2 separate regions of the Capsicum annuum genome follow, and region 1 is linked to region 2. The links are chromatin contacts, called in public Hi-C maps. All regions are on one chromosome and are shown on one strand. Each heading gives the region's core, a stretch centred on a gene start, on an enhancer-like site or on the middle of the called end of the contact. The rest is flanking DNA. Distances are from core to core; before and after follow the strand shown.

Region 1 (4,591 bases), core at 1,974-4,473, 180 kb before region 2:
GCATACGGTGGTGTAACACTTATATAATCAAAAATACCACCTTCACCTGATAAAAGTAAAGAAACAAATCCTAGATTGTTATATTTCAGTGCATGATAAAATTTTCATAGCTAGAACTTTGGTTTTGGAACACATCATCCCTCAATTGTAACTAATGTTTAGTTCTTGAATACTGCCAGACGAAATAGCAAAGAAATCATGCGAGTGAATTAAAAGAGAAGAGAAACTATACGGCTCGCAAATTTTCCGGAAGTACAGAATGGTGAAGGTGCAGGTATAAAGGATTGACTTGCCACAATCAACTACAATATTGCGGCAACCTCCAGAAAATGGGTTGAACTGGCCTAGCGCCAAACATGTGATAAGTTAGCACTAACCATATCTGTAATACCTACTTGAAACCCAAACCTCTTATCACTCTCCTCTACCAAGAAATTACCAACACCAACTCCTGATGATAAATATTAGAAGTCGGGTTAAGTTTCATTTAGAGACCTCCTTGTGAAACGTTACTGACAAATGATTATTGCAATATGGATCACAACTATCTTTACTGATTGTTCGACTTAAAAAACCTAAATTTACAATTTAATCCACATTTGCTTAATAGTATTTCCATGCCTTCGAAATCTATTTCATCAGTAGGATAAGGAATCCCGATAATGGCAACAGTTAGAGACAGCCTACTGTTAGTACCATGTTAGGCAAGAAAGAAAGGCTTACCTCCAAATGACATATGCAAACAACAACGACAACAATACCTAGCAAAATCCCACTGAAGTCTGGGGGTAAATTGTACAAAGACCTTACCACTACCTCGGGGAGGTGGAGAGGCTGTTTCCGAAAGACCCTCGGCTGAAGTGTAGCAAATCCAAGATTACGCATTTAAGAATTAACTTCAGTAAAAATGTTCAAGACATTTCAGTTTTCTGTTTCCTTTGCAAACAAACCTTGTATTTTATACATTTCCAGGGCAAGTAAATGAACCTTGTTTTTGATTCATTTTTTGCAGCGAGTAATAACCTTCTAATGCTTTACACAAAATGTACAAGAAAACATGATAAAATATTCAATAAACCTTCTAAGAGAGAAAGACAGATCTCCATTTGAGAATCAGAATTATTCATTCATGATACCAGTAACTCCCTAACATACTTTGCCAGATCGACAGGAAGAGAAACTCTTACCAAGAAAATGTTCTGCCCGCTCCAAGAAGGTTTCAACGCGGACAGTATGTATGACTGATACATCAAGGAAACCAGTCCATTCTAAATTTGGCCGCAGAACATCTGAAACAACCCAGGGATCCATCTCAACAAAATGTACCTAGGGGTTTGCAAACATAAATGCTATGAGAGAAAAAATGATACCGAAAAACTGAATAAAATATAAAGCTCCACAAATCAACAGCTAACTTCAATCACAAAAAGCCAATAAAAGTATCACTATTAATGAGTAAATAAAATCTAGCATATGTTACAGAAAGAGTTGTTACAAATTTAATGCTGACCTCAGAACACCCTCGGCTGATGGCTTCTATACCAACTGATCCTGTCCCGCTATACAGGTCCAACCAACGGCCAGGCCTCAAAGATGCAGGGCAACCTCCGGCTGCCTAGACAGCAGAGAACAATTTTTATTTAACGACATTACAAAATGGTGTATCTAGCGTTACATGAAAGAAAAACTGCTCTTAACGGCTAATCTCACTTGCAAAATACCAAATGCAGCAGCTTTTACAACTTCCATCATGGGACGCACATCCATGCTCTTTGGTGAGAGCAATTTCTTCCTTCGAGCCGTCCCCCCAACAACCTGAACAAAAACTCCTTTTAATAACAAAGATATCACAACTACTTGCTTGTCTGACAAAAATCGCATCCTCACACGATGCCTACACTAGGAAAATGAATTACAAATTTTTGCTAAGCAAGCTATATAACTAGCTTACCTAGTTTGGTAAGTGTAGACATGCAAAATTTTATGGGATTAAGCCCATACAATATTTGGACTATCAGTGTGCAGTGGAATCTTAGACATGCTTTCAATTATCAACAAATGCACCAAAGCAGACCGCAGAATTCAAAGATTTTTCCACAAAATGAACTTGCACTTCTAAATTCATTAGGTTACACGTCAAGCATTAGCTCTTAATGCAGCTTTTCTTTAAATGTAATCATTTATGAAGCAACAAACAAGAAAGCATTCAAGTAAATATTTCAACCATCCTACTGTTGCATCCAGTACTACAATATTTCATACATTGCACTAAAAGATCAGTCTTCTCTAACTCAAAAATTGCGCATTGACCAGGTAAGAAAAAAGGGGGAATTCTCCATTAGCAGCCACGCATTCAGCTAAAATGTTTTTGAAATGCAAACCTGAAGCAATTTATGTGTCTCGCGCGGAGGCTTAGGTTCTTCTTCTAGGACCTGTTTTCCCCTTCCGGTCTTTGATTGTTCTTTTCTCTTCTTTGTCTGTAATTCCAATGAAAACACTACTGTTAATATCAATTAGTAAACTCAATTTCGATCTAGTTAATTTTCAGAGCTAAATCGAATTAGATTAATTCAATAGTTTAAAATCAAAATTTAGATACTTGAAAACTCTATAAAAAAAAATATTATAAGTTACAATTTTCTCATATTGATATGACAGAAAAAAATAGATTCTGTTCAAAGTTGATGTAATTTGTCTCTCAGTGGCAAGTAAAAGTGAAGGGAGGGAGGGCATACCTTTGGAGATGGTTCAGATAAGAACTCATCGGGATTAAGGCCGTATTGTTCAAGTAACTGTCTTTTCTTATCGACCGATACTTCATTTCTTAATTCTGACAATTATCAGGTAAAGGAACGAGTATGTTTCTGTTAGATTAACAAGTAGAAAAAACATTGAATTTTGCAAAGAAGATGGAGAAAAAAAAAACTTACTGGAAGAGTGGGTGATAATGAATGGACGGCGACGATTGGTGGCTGTGAAAGGATAACCGACGAGAGAAGGATTAGAGCTAAGCAAACTGGTGTCCGGGACAATTGAGCGAGGGCGAAGAGGGGACAGAAGTGAAAATAGAGTATGTGATGATGAAACCGCCATTTCTGTAGCTTCAATTGCAGTGTCAACTATGTCAGTAAGCACAATTTGGTTGAAGGGAATTTAAGCCTTCATCCTTTTATTGAGGACACTCTTTCCAGGTTTTTCACCTTGAGAAATATAAAAATGCAATATTACATAAATATGATCGATATTAAATTATAACTTTGCTCTTAAACTTTGACAATACACAAATATAATTTTTAACTATTTAAAATTACATAAATATGATCTTCGATCCTACGTGGTAAAACGTGTATTCAACACGCAAAATTGAGCGCGTCCAACTTAAAATCTAAGGATATAATACATAAATATGATCCTAAATTTAACATCAAATTATAACTTTGACCTTAAACTTTGATAGTGTACAAATACGACCTTTAGCTATCAAAACTGCACAAATATAACCTTTAAATGACTTTTCACTATTATTTTTTCATTATTTTCGGCTTAAAAATGAAAATGATATCTAATTTCTTGTCATTGCGGAAAAAAAGCAATATTGAAGATTTATTAATTAGGTAGGTCAACTTATATGAAAAAATCGTGCAGGTATATATATTTATTATAAAGCAAAGGGCGAATTTATATTATATAATATATCTAAATATAATTTATTTAAATATTAAATTAAAGATGAAATTATACTAATAATAAATAAATTTTAATAAAACGTTATTAAATTAACATTATTAAGGATAGTAGTAGTAGTATATTTAATTAATGTTATCAAATTAACGTTATTAAAATGCTACTTATTAAATTAATGCAGGACGGACCTACGTGGTTGCCATGGTGTTCACCCGAACTCCCTCGATAAAAAAATTATATTGTATATATAAGATAAAAAAATTTATATTTATGTATGTATATTAATGTTGAATCATATGAAACAAGACACTTAGATAGCCCAGTGGTGTTATTTGCTCTTCTTGGGCGCTTCCTTCAGCCTATTGCGCGGGTTCGATCCCTGTTAGGTGCTGCTGCTATAGAAATAAATAAAAAAATAAATAATAATAATAATAATAATAATAATAATAATAATAATTGGTTTAATAATAATAAAAACGACGTCGTTTTAACACAAAAAGCAAAACTTTGATAGTGCACAAATATGACCTTTAACTATTCAAAATTACACAAATATGACCTCCCTCCAAGTCGGCCCTTTTAACGACGTGGCACCGTGTGATTGAATTACCTTTCCACGTAGGCACGAGTGAAAGGTGCTATTTGTGCACTATCAAAGTTTAAGGTCAAAGTTATACCTCCAAGTCGGCCCTTTTAACGACGTGACACCGTGTGATTGAATTACCTTTCCACGTAGGCACGAGTGAAAGGTGCTATTTGTGCACTATCAAAGTTTAAGGTCAAAGTTATAATTTGATGTGAAGTATAGGTCATATTTATGTATTATATCTACAGAAAAACAGTGCGTTTATTTCCAAGTCTTCAATTTATGGTGCGGTTATTTCCAAGTCTTCAATTTATGACAATC
Region 2 (4,436 bases), core at 84-2,583:
ACCAAACGTTCACCCCTAGATATTAGTTACTTGAGAAAATTAAGTGAGAGGTGACAAAAAAGTCTTTAAATTAAAAATAGTGACATAATTGGGGTGTAAAGTGTAAATTTTTAAATTTCACATTTTAGAATTTCTTTCATTTTTTTTTGTCTTTTCAATCCTTCTTTCTCTCTCCAAATTTCTATCTCCCCATCTTTTTCTTCTTATTTTTTTCCTTTTCTCTCTCTAGATTTTCCTCTCCCTCCATCTTTTTTTCTTTTCTTCCTTTCTCTTTGCATTTTTTTTAAAATCTTGGACTATTTTTTTTTAAATATTGAGAACTTCGAAAAGAAAATTTTTAATTTATTTTAAAAATGAATGAAGAAATAATTCAGAAAATTTAGCAATTACAAGAGTTGTTTCAGCAAATACCATAGTTGCTATAACAGTTACGGTAATTGTTGCAGCAGTTACGGTAATTGCTGAAGCAATTACTATTAATTTGTGAAACAATTCCAATAATTGTTGTAGCAACTACTATTAATTGTTGTGTTACAATAATTATGGTAGTTGTTGTAGCAACTATCAAAATTGCTGCAACAATTTCGACTGTTACTACAACAACTTCAATATTTACTTACTTTCTGAAAAAAATGTGGTTGGAGGAGGAGTCCAAAAAAAATGATAATATGATAAAAAGGGAGGTGGTGATGTTGATGGTGACGTTGAAGGAGAAGATGATATTTATTATGGTGTTGATTGTGATGGTGGTGAAGGAGAAAAAAGAAAATAGGTGATTGTTGTGTAAAGGGAGAAAATGAAGGTGGATATGGAAAAGGTGGCAATGGTAGTAATGGTGATAGTAGAGGAAAAGGAGGCGGCGATGGCAACAACGACAAAAAAGGTGTGGCGGAGGAGTGGTGGTGGTAGTGTAGGGATCTTTTGTGTAAATAATAAAACTTGAGCGTTTTAAAATTAGTGTCATTAACACTAATCTTAAAATTATCACCTCTACTCAATATTTAAGACTTGTGTTACTCTTTTTTAGTTTTGAATTTTTTTTGTCACCCTTACTTTCAAAATAATTTTTCATTAAAATGAAGAAGATTATATATTTAATAGAAAAGATGAAATAGCTAGACTTTGAGTTATTCCACCATATTATCAAATAAATCCTTTAGTTTGTGGATAAAATTGACGAAATAAATCGAAGTCAAAAGAAGAATGTCTTGAACTAGTCCATAATTGTTAGTAAAATGAGAATCTCTATGCTCCACTGATACAAGTGAAAGTGTCTCATGGCTAAGATCTAGAGATGAAAGAGGAATATTGTGATCTTTGCGATCTTCATGAGAAGATTGAAAGAAAGAAGGTTGTTTTATGTTGAGTTTTGGACTTAAGAAATGAATTCAAATGGATGTATATACTTGAGAGCGTTTTATTGAAACTTGTTGGGAGTTTTATTGATTAGGAGAAATGTTAGTTTTAAGTGATCTATATCACTTTCGGTATTTGATGAGGTTGATGCTTTTTGGTAATTGATAGGAAGGTCGTTGGGTTTAATATATCCTTTAGTTATCCTTTTTATCATTTTGTGTCAATCTATTTATTTGTTTTCATTTTTTATTTTGTTTTAGTGTTTCCTTTGTTCTTGTGTGTTTTCCATCTTCGTAGTTTACTCCCGTATCATTTGGTATCACAGTCAAGCTTGATTTCATATCCACGAAGTCAATCTTGGTTCTAGTTGTGTTGAAAAAATAAAAATTCACAAAAAAATTATACTATTTACGTTTTTGGCCTTAGATCAAATTTTAAGTATTTGATATTGTTATTTTCTTGTATTTTTAATGTTAAATTCTTGTTCCTTAACACTAATAGTGTCTAACTATCGAATTTAAGCTTCATCAGAGCTATATTGAAAATTGTACCATTGTTGAAAGTTGAATTTAAAGAAATTGAAAGAAAATTGTACCATTATTGAAAGATTGAATTTGAAGAAATTGAAAGTGGGTTGTGACATCTAGAATTTTTGGTTGAGAATTTGAGTATAATGATGTTTGAAATGTGATTAGAAGGTGGAAAAGAGCTTAGGTTCAAAATTTCATTGCATTCCGAATAAGGGTTGAAGAGTTAGAGATTTTTGAGTTCTTGAGGAAGATTCAAATCTTCATCTTGAATTTTCTTCAAAAGTTGGTGTTTGATCCTCAAAAGAGAAAAAAAAGTTGTGAAAAAGTGTTATAACACAAAGCACTTTTTGAAGATCCTAAAGAATATTTCAAAGGACAAAAAGGGGGATCATTTGAGGTACAAACGGTCTATTGCTAGTTGCCTAGGCAGGTGAGATGCACTTCACATGAGCTGGATGTGCGGCTGACTTGCTGCAGCATTCCTGGCGCAACTCAAACTAGTGAGCTAACACCAAGGTGCATCCAGCCTGCGCCAAGGGTGCGCCGGACCTGCTAAAGCAAGCCAAGACAGTCCCTTTCTGCGTGATACTTGCACCCAAAGTGTGCCAAGGCTGCCAATACATTTTCAACGCTTCTCACACTCTCTCAAACATATTTCAGCCCTCAAAAACCTTTATTTGCTCAGGTTTAGTCCCATATATTCATCTCTTAATTCCTCCTTTCATCTCTCTGATTCTTAACACTAATTCTTAGTTTAACGTTTGAATTCCAGTTCTTCAAGTCCTTACTGTTAGAGACTAAGCGTTTGTTGACTAGTTAGCATAGGACAGTCTTGGTTGAATGTGTTATGTGTTAGGATTGTGTAAAGCAGTAGTATTAGAACTATGTGATTGAGTATGAATATACCTCATATTGTGTATGTTGTAGTAGTTAGATAGGACACTAATGATCACAAGATAATTAATTTTGTATACCTACATTGCCTATTTAAAGGGCATTGTTCTGATGATTGAAAGATACAAAATGCACAACTATTTTTTCAGCTTCTCTATCTCCTTTCTGTACTGTATTTTCTTCATGGAATCAGAGCTTTAAAGACAAAAGCTAAAGATGCGTAATTACCCTCCCACACTCTCTAACAATAGTCCCAAACACAACACCTTTATTACTGTTAGCATCCTCACTGCATCATTTTATTGTTGCATATCCAATCAAGCTTAAGCCCACAAACTACTTGATTTAGAAAACTCATATTATGCAACTCATACAGGTTATAAAGGTCATAAACTTGATTAAGGAGAAGAAACCAGACAAAGGTAACTCATCTGCCGTGGATGGAAAGAAAAATACTATTGAGGAAAAGACAAGTGAGGCAGTGACTGAGATGAAAGAGGTGTTATTAAGGACATGGATCTCCGAAACTATGACTGAGGAGAGCATGTATCTCATTGTTGGTTTTACTACAACCAAGGAAACGTGGGAATTCTTGGAAGAGGCATATCTTCAAGCAAAAAAGGATAAAGAATTTCAACTCAAACAACAACTCCAGAACATCAAGTTGGGATCTAAGAAACTTGATTATTATCTAAAAGAGTTTAAAGGAATATATGATGGCATTGCAGCCATTCACAAACCTTGTGATGAAGATAGCAAGGTTATCAACTTCGCAAGAGGTTTGGGTCCTTAATATAGGACTTTCAGAACTGTGATGCTTGGGAAGTCACCCTATCCAACTCTCAATCAATTTGTCAATGCCCTTAAAGTTTTTGACATGAGAGAAGAGGAGGATGAAGTGCCTCAGGAAAACCATAGCATGACCTTCTCTGCACAAAGAGATAGAGGCAGAGGAAGGGAACTACAACCAGAATAGAGGGAACTCTAACTATAATTCAAGAGGTAGAGGATTCAGACCTGCTGGATAGGGTCAGAACGACTAAACTCTGCAAGGATCAAATCAGGTGAAAAGCAAGGATTCATCTAGTGATTGCCAAATTTTTAGTAAATACACTACACTTAAGTACTTCTACAGATGGGACTACTCTGAAATTTGGGGGGAGGGGGTTGAATTGAAAAACTTTTCTTGAGTGGACTGGTCAACCTTGATAGTCAACTCACCTGCAAATCAATGTACTTAATAGAATAAATTAGATTCCAATAAATAAGAAAATAAGCAAGTAGTTGAAATAAATACACAAAGATTTATCCTGGTTCAGAACACCAATGTGGTGCCTACCTCCAGTCTCTTTGGGTTTCAAAAGATTCCTTAAAGCTTTTCAAAGTAGAGTCGAAGTACAAATGTAGTGGACAAGTTCTAAAACTTATTCTGATTTTCAGATCTTGTGACATAACCTCAACTGGTATGACTAAGTTAACTCGATCTTACTCTTTTGTAACTATTATAAACTAAGAAGTACAAAATTTTATTGAGACTAAGATTGAGACACACTAATAATTTCCAGTGAAGTTGCATGTCGTCTTCGGTCATCAATCTTTTCTTTTATATCTTTCAGTTGCTTCAGCTTCTTCTCTTCATAAGCAAATCCAAGGAAT

The links. Hi-C and Micro-C count contacts between places; a contact is called where the count stands out from the background.
Region 1: a Hi-C map of leaf shows a contact between it and region 2, with 2.0 times the contacts expected there. The contact joins the promoter of LOC107858796 here to the enhancer-like site in region 2. A contact is called at or near these places in 2 of 5 Hi-C or Micro-C datasets (leaf and placenta).

Annotation. Positions count from the first base shown.
Region 1 is chr2:98,646,478-98,651,068 of UCD10Xv1.1, reverse strand. LOC107858796 (putative rRNA methyltransferase YlbH) reads right to left here and starts at 3,223. Exons shown (of 10, transcript XM_016703582.2): 1 at 2,931-3,223; 2 at 2,736-2,830; 3 at 2,382-2,477; 4 at 1,711-1,815; 5 at 1,511-1,615; 6 at 1,188-1,326; 7 at 1-46. The coding sequence starts at 3,093.
Region 2 is chr2:98,459,913-98,464,348 of UCD10Xv1.1, reverse strand. No RefSeq gene overlaps it. Among protein-coding and RNA genes, the nearest start is that of LOC124896435, 7.3 kb to the left of the region's middle. Within about 2 kb of position 1,333, at least 4 of the 5 cell types and tissues checked have an H3K27ac peak or open chromatin away from gene starts, as enhancers often do. A contact at or near this core is called in leaf, where this site is marked.